Linked DNA regions of Mus musculus: region 2 is linked to region 1. A link is a contact called in public HiChIP or PLAC-seq data. All regions are on one chromosome and are shown on one strand. Each heading gives the region's core, a stretch centred on a gene start, on an enhancer-like site or on the middle of the called end of the contact. The rest is flanking DNA. Distances are from core to core; before and after follow the strand shown.

Region 1 (3,478 bases), core at 33-2,532:
AGGCAGAGAATGGGGGACAGGGAAGGACTGAAAAAGAGAGGAGAGAGAAAGAAGGGAAGAGGCCATCCAGGGACACATAGGGAGAAAGAGAGAGAATAGGTAGAGAGAGAGAATAGGTAGGGGGGCGGGGGAGAAGATGGAGAGAGAAAGAAGCCTGAACAGCCCTTGTATGCCTGGCTCCAAGCTTATATACCTGGCTGTTGCTAGGTAACTGTGGGGCGGAGCCTAGAGGAAATGCTAACATCTGGGAGGGATTGTCTTGATTTCAGGAGTTGGTGTGGGACAGATCCAGCTTACTGTGGGTGGCACCATTCCCTAGGCAGGGGGCCCTAAGTTGTATAAGCATAAGAAGGAGCTGAACATGGACAAGCAGACATGCATCACGCTCTCTCTGCTCTTGACTGTGAAGATGACTCAAGTTCCTGCCTTGACTTCCCTGGTATTATGGTCTACAACTTGGAATTGTGAGCTAAAACTCTACCTCTTCTCCTTTAAGTGGCATTTTAAGGGTACTTTATGACAACAGAAACTAGACCTGAGTACTAAATACCCCGTGTCTGTGGCTGCTGCCTCTTCATGCAAAATGTATTGAAAGCCCAGAAGGGTACCGACCTTTGCTAAGGATTTCCCACAGGTCAGGTGCCTTGCCACATTTAGTCTTGAAACGTCTGTGAGGTGGATGCTTTCTATGCCCAATTCACAGATAAGAACACAGGCTGTGCACAGCCGCCCTAAGACCAGATTCACCCAAGGAGTTTTAAGGTGGTGGCCTCAGGCCCTCCATCACCATTCCTGATATGCGGAACAACTCTGTGACCCACAGCATGTCATGGAAAAGAAAGCATGGTCTTTTGACTGCTGAATATTGTCCTTTCTTTGGCTTTATTCTGCTTCAGTGGGTGGCTTTTTGTGTGTTCTTAACAGAGTACAAAACAGACAAGGGAAAATGATGAGGTGCCATTTATCATCTTGCCCACCAGGGGGCAGCAAGAGGCCACATGAGCAGAGCCTCGACTCGCTGATTCTTAGCTTTGCTGAACAGGATGGAAGTTTGAGAGGAAGAACACCCCTTATTTCCAACATCCTTATTTTTCTAATAAAACAAAACAAAACCAGAATACCACAGGATCAGGTTTCTTCCCTAGAGCCAGTTATAGGGAACCATGAAATCAACAAATGTTAATTAGATATTCGTTAAGCCAATTCCAGCTCAGATGTGGTTGCCCCCAACAGAGCTTGCAGTCTGGTAAAGTGCAGGAACAATGGGAAGTGACTGTGGGGAGGGCTGCGGAGAGGAGAGGGCAGGAAGAAGCTTGAGCACTAGCGATTTCCGCACCCCCTACCCCCACCCCAGCCAGGCCAAAGGATGAAAGGTACCTAGGCTTTCCAGCAGCTGGGACAAGAACTCCAAAAGGAAGAGTGTGAGGGGCTAGATCGAGACTGAGAAAGATGCTTAAGGAGCCAGAGGCAGGGTAACTGCGGTGCCTGGAACGCGGTCTTATACGTCTGAACGGGGACATGATCTCTCAGCATCCTCACCACGAGCCTGAGTTTGTTCACGCCTATTACTACTTAAAGCCCTGGAGGTTAAAACGATTTAGCAAAGGCTATAGGGTCCTGAAAGGCCCTAGTGGGGACTTGAATTTGAGTCTGTCAGCTTGTCCTTACTATCCCAACAAGGGCAGAGCTAAGACTAAAAGCCCAAGATCCTGTGTGAGGGTCACTTCTCACTGGGAGCTTGGCAGAGTTCCTTCCTTGCCTCTTGGCAGCCGGTAGATCCTGTACAGAAATTCCAGTCGCTGCAGGCTCCTCCCCCTCCATCTCCACTCACTGCTGGCTCCTCTCCCTCCTATCTCCAGTCACTGCAGGCTCCTCCCTCTCCATCTCCAGTCACTGCAGGCTCCTCCCCCTCCATCTCCAGTCACTGCTGGCTCCTCTCCCTCCATCTCCAGTCACTGTTGGCTCCTCCCTCTCCATCTCCAGTCACTGCTGGCTCCTCCCTCTCCATCTCCAGTCACTGCAGGCTCCTCTCCCTCCATCTCCAGTCACTGCTGGCTCCTCCCCCTCTATCTCCAGTCACTGCTGGCTCCTCCCTCTCCATCTTCCAGGACCACTTGCCTCTTCTATGGCTTTTGTAAGGATACTTGTCACAGGGTCCACCTAGATAACCCAATGTAATCTGCATGTAAGATGCTTAACTACAGTACAAAGACCCTTTCTCTGAGTGCCACTGTCTCTCATGACCTGGGGTGGGTGTGTTCCCAGGAACCCTCAGATACGAAAATCTGAGACACACAAGCTCCTTGTAAAAGAGCTGCATGTGACCCCCAAACACCCTACCTCCTGCATACTTTAAAACAGATTTGCTATGATCCTTATTGTAATGTTTAATAATGGCAGAATAAAAGCTGCTGCATGCTTGGTTCGCTACAAGCCCAAATCTTTTCTTTCTTTCCTTTTTTCTTTTCTTTTCTTTTTTTTGTTATTTATTTGTTTGTTTGTTTATTTATTTATTTATAATTTTCAGTCTGTTTCTGTTGAGTCTCCAAAATGTCTGGATTATACAGGGAAGAACCTCTGAGGGAAGGGCAGCCCAGGCCCTGGGCTGGAAAGTTCTGGGGTTGGGGCAGGGTACGGACTGCCAATGCTGGCATAACTTGGAGGTCTGGTCTGCTTTCATATGTAAAATATTCACCTCAGTCCCTTGTCCCAGGTCCAAAACCAATGGCAGCCACCATTCATCTCACTGTGACATCAATACGAGCCCATTACCTGGGTAGCACTAGGTCAGGCGCATAGCCATGAGCAGATGCCACCGATCCAGAGGCTGCACCTGAGATCCAGCTTTGGGAACTTCCATGACATGAGAACAAGAACCAGGTAGGAACATTGGTCACCCTTTCTCCACAGGTCCCCACGGTGGGTACCCTGACCTGTTGGGCTGCATTTCCCAGCTTGACCAAACTTGTTCCAGCTTCAAGATGTGCCACATTCTTGCTCTGCCTCAAACAAGTTTTGTACAGAAACCAGAAGCTCCAGTAAAGCCTTGACTCGTTCCATCAAAAGCAGGCTCAGGCTGGCTACTGGTGGAAGGTGCTGGAAACAAGCTGTAAGGGAGCCCACCTGGGAAGAGGAGGCGCCGGCTCCCAGAGGCATCTTGCTGGACCTCAAGCCAAAGCCAGCTTGGCCTCAGCCATGATGTTAGCATCAGATTTCAAAGGCGAGGCAGTTTTTCTGGATGAGCTGGGTATGTACAACGTCCAGGGCACAGATATCTGGTCGGAGGCAGAATAGAAAAGAGAATAGACTGAGCTGAGCGATGAGTGTAAGAAGGCTAAGAAAGTCCAAATGAACAGTGGGGGAAGAGCTGAGAAGGCTCATGGAAGGCAAAGGAGGATGAGGGAACAGAGGGGGCTGTGGGAAACAGAGGCTATGAAGGCAGAGGGAGCCTGAGTAGGCCAAGGGGGACCAAGTGAGA
Region 2 (3,188 bases), core at 213-2,712, 160 kb after region 1:
CCTTGAAGAGATCAACTACAGCCCTGCAAAATCCAAAGCCCCGTGGGAAGGATCCTGAAGATGTCCTTTCCAAGAAACTAAATAAACCAGGGGGTCTGGGCCATATGCCCAGAAGGTTCCCAGCAGAGACCATACTCCGCTCCCCAGGGATGAGGGGGATATGGGACTTCTGACCCATACACCCTACACCATCAACCAAGACCTAGGAAAGTCCCTGCCTTCCTCTTCGGGGGACAGGGGTGCCACGGGAATCACACTTCATGGAAAACTATTCTGCTTCAGATAGACAAAACTCCCAAAGTTTATAGGGTTCTCAAGATGAAAAGAAGGCTCCCTTCACTGCTCGCAGTCCCCACGCACAAAGGACTGGGCGTGCTTCTTTCTGATCACTCTTAATCACAGACCACGGCTGTCCTCCACACGAAGCCATGGTCAAAAAAAACAAAAGACAGACTTTCCTTCTCTAGGTCATCAACTGATTCTAAGGGTCTGAGCTCCAACTCAGATGGGCTCAAGACACTAGCAACTTTTTGCCTTATTAGCCCAAGGCTGCTCAGTAGTCCCTGCAGCGACTTGCCTAGGGCACGCTGGCCTTGACAGAGGAAGGTCATTGGCCACCAAGTTTCTGCAGTTTCTGCATCACATAGTACCTTGGGGACCGGGAATGAGGAGGTGGGGGGTGGAGACGACACTCAGGGGCGAATTCCCGAAGAGTCCGTGCTGCAACCAAGACTTAAAATAGATAAAAGGCACGCCCTCCCTCTGCCGCCCCAGGCCCGCGGCAGGTCACAGAGAGGCATGCGGTCCCTAAGCCCCCCAGCCCGGCCCCGAAGCACCGGCGACCGGGTCCCTGCAACTAGGCCAGCGGCTGCATCCCGCCCTCGCCCCGCCCTGCCCCCTGTCTACGCGCTCTCTTTGCGAACGCCGGGCCCGAACAGCCGCTCCCATTGGCCGGCGGCCGCGTCCGTCAGCGCGCGGCGGAGCCGAGGAAAAGGCTACAGTGGAACAAGGCGGGCGAGTGCGCGGAGGAAGGAGGCGGAGGCTGGGCCGCCCGAGGCCCGCGTCGGGCGGTGGCGACGACCTGCGGGCCCGGGCCACCTTGAGACCCGCCCCGCTTCCGGTGCTCCGGTCCGTGCCCCGTCGCCTGCCTGCGCCCCCGCTCCCCAGTGTCCCCGCGCGCTCTTCGCCGCGGCCCCCGCGCCGGTTGGCGAGCCGCCCAGCGTCTTCCGAAGCCATGTTCACGTTCATGGCCACGGTGGCCACCGGGCCCACTCACCTTCGCGGGCTCCCACGCGGGGCGGCGAGCCGGGCCGGGGCCGGGGCGGCGGGACGCGGCGGGACGGGGCGGCCGCGCGCGGGGTCCCCGGCCGGGCAAAGTTTCAGCGCCAGCGGCAGCGCGGCGGCGACTCGCTGCTGCTCTCCTCCCCTGCTTTGACCACCATCTTATTAGTACAGGAAATGACATGGAAAACGGAAGAAAGCGGCGTTTGGGGCAGACGCGGACCCCCCAATTCAGGGGGCCGGAGCCGAGCCTCGCTGAGCCCCGCGTCCCCCGAGCCGGCCCCGCGCGGGAGCTCGCGCGTCCCCGCCGCGCGCCCCACGGGGAGGGCGACGCTGCGGAGGAGGAGCGGGCTGCGCCAACTTTGTGCCTGGGATACTTTCTGGGGGTCGTGCTAGAAAGTTGTGGCGTTTGCGCAAGCCCATCCGAGGGTGCCTCCTGGCTCTGCCCGGCTTCGACGTTGTCGGTCTACAACCCAATAAATAGTCAGAGGGCGATAAATGCGTTTATAATTTTAACCCTTACAGGGTCCTCTTCCGGGCCCCTTTAACCCTTTGGTTGCTCAGCCGTTTGGAAGTATCAACTGAAGTTGGGTAACATGCGTCCCATAGAACACCAAGGGAAAAGGGCCCTGGGGCCTGTGAGAAAAATTAACTATTTACGTGGGGACTAAAGGGTGAGTGTCACTTGCTGTTCAGATCAAAGTACAGTACCAAATCTGAATACAAAGCTGGAACGGGACTGTGTCCTAACTTAACTTGCCTAGTGCCTCATTGTATCCATCTGCAAAATGGCACCCAGCAAGAAAGATAGTGAAGGGATGTAGTAAGGCTGGGGTGTTTAAAGGAAGTGTGAGTGGTCAGAGGGAACCAGAACAACCCTACCCCAAGCCCTTCTTTGTAATGACCCCAAGGGGAGGCTGCTGCAGGGTGGGTTCCCTGGCCGAAGGAGGGCCTCACCTTAGGCTGGAAGTTGCCAAAAAGGATTCTACCTGAGTAAGAGATCTTGGAAGGCCTGCCCAGTGCCAGGTAGTCCAGGAAGGTCCAGATAGTCCCAAGAAGGTGTCACCTCAGGGGAGCCGATTACCCAGGGAAAGGAGCTTCCACCAGGGCGATCCCAGAGGGCTTTCCAAGGTCAAGTACTCCTGAGGATGCTTTGCTTAGGAGACCTGATGGGGGCTGGGACAGGAGGCAACTTCTCTTATTTCTCTTGACCTTGGTAACATAAACGCTTCTTCGGCTCCCTTGTCTGTCACTTGCAGTATGACCTTGAGTGTCTGTAGCTATGACCCTGTTTCCTCTTCTTGCAAAGCTGTAAAGGTCCAGCTGCCAGCTCTAGGGTGAGCCCTGAGGGTGTATGTAAAGAGCCCAGAAGCAGCTGTAATGCTATGGAAATGGCTAGGTGCTTGCTGTGTGTCCACAGTGTAGCTTTCTGAAGCACCGGGTCGTGTGTGGGATATGGATGAAGACCTGGATCTGTGTATCCCATTGTGGCTCCAGCCCAGTCAGAAGTCTGTAGGACTACCTCAAGTTCTAACTAACACCTGGGAGAGGGCAGGCTCAGGAAGAGAGGCTGAGGAATTAGCCACTTGTCCCTTATGAGGGGAAGAGACCATACATGAAACAACATCAGGGGTGGGCCAGGAATCCACAGGACCACATGCCAGGAAGGCAAACAGTGAAGACCCAAGTGCCCAGGGGTTGGCACAGGGCCTGCAGTGACTAGTGCCTGCTGCAGAGAGTGGGTGGGACGAAGAAACTGAGACAGACCACAAAGAGGCACAGGAAAAGAAGGGTATGGCCAATGGCCCGGAGGATGAGCAGACCTTGGAGACTAGTTTCCTCCGGTCTGAACCATTTGGCAGGGCTCGTGGGACCCCCCTAGAGACATGTGGCCAAGGCAAGGTCAG

The links. HiChIP or PLAC-seq counts read pairs in DNA pulled down with a chosen protein or histone mark.
Region 2: an H3K4me3 HiChIP or PLAC-seq map of craniofacial prominence shows a contact between it and region 1, with 4 times the contacts expected there. The contact joins the promoter of Prdm11 here to the enhancer-like site in region 1. A contact is called at or near these places in 10 of 39 promoter capture datasets (the 3T3-L1 cell line, the C10 cell line, cranial neural crest and 7 more), 6 of 484 Hi-C or Micro-C datasets (the BV-2 cell line, embryonic fibroblasts, embryonic stem cells and 2 more), 13 of 115 datasets of contacts at active chromatin or transcription factors (a beta-TC-6 cell line, craniofacial prominence, double positive thymocytes and 9 more) and 3 of 9 other capture datasets (adipose tissue, liver and pancreatic islet).

Annotation. Positions count from the first base shown.
Region 1 is chr2:92,882,214-92,885,691 of GRCm38.p6, forward strand. All of the region lies in intron 2 of Gm13791 (a long non-coding RNA gene), which reads right to left. Among named protein-coding and RNA genes, the nearest start is that of Syt13, 31 kb to the right of the region's middle. Within about 2 kb of position 1,283, at least 33 of the 459 cell types and tissues checked have an H3K27ac peak or open chromatin away from gene starts, as enhancers often do. A contact at or near this core is called in craniofacial prominence, where this site is marked.
Region 2 is chr2:93,044,703-93,047,890 of GRCm38.p6, forward strand. Prdm11 (PR domain containing 11) reads right to left here and starts at 1,463. Exons shown (of 8, transcript NM_001368848.1): 1 at 1,277-1,463.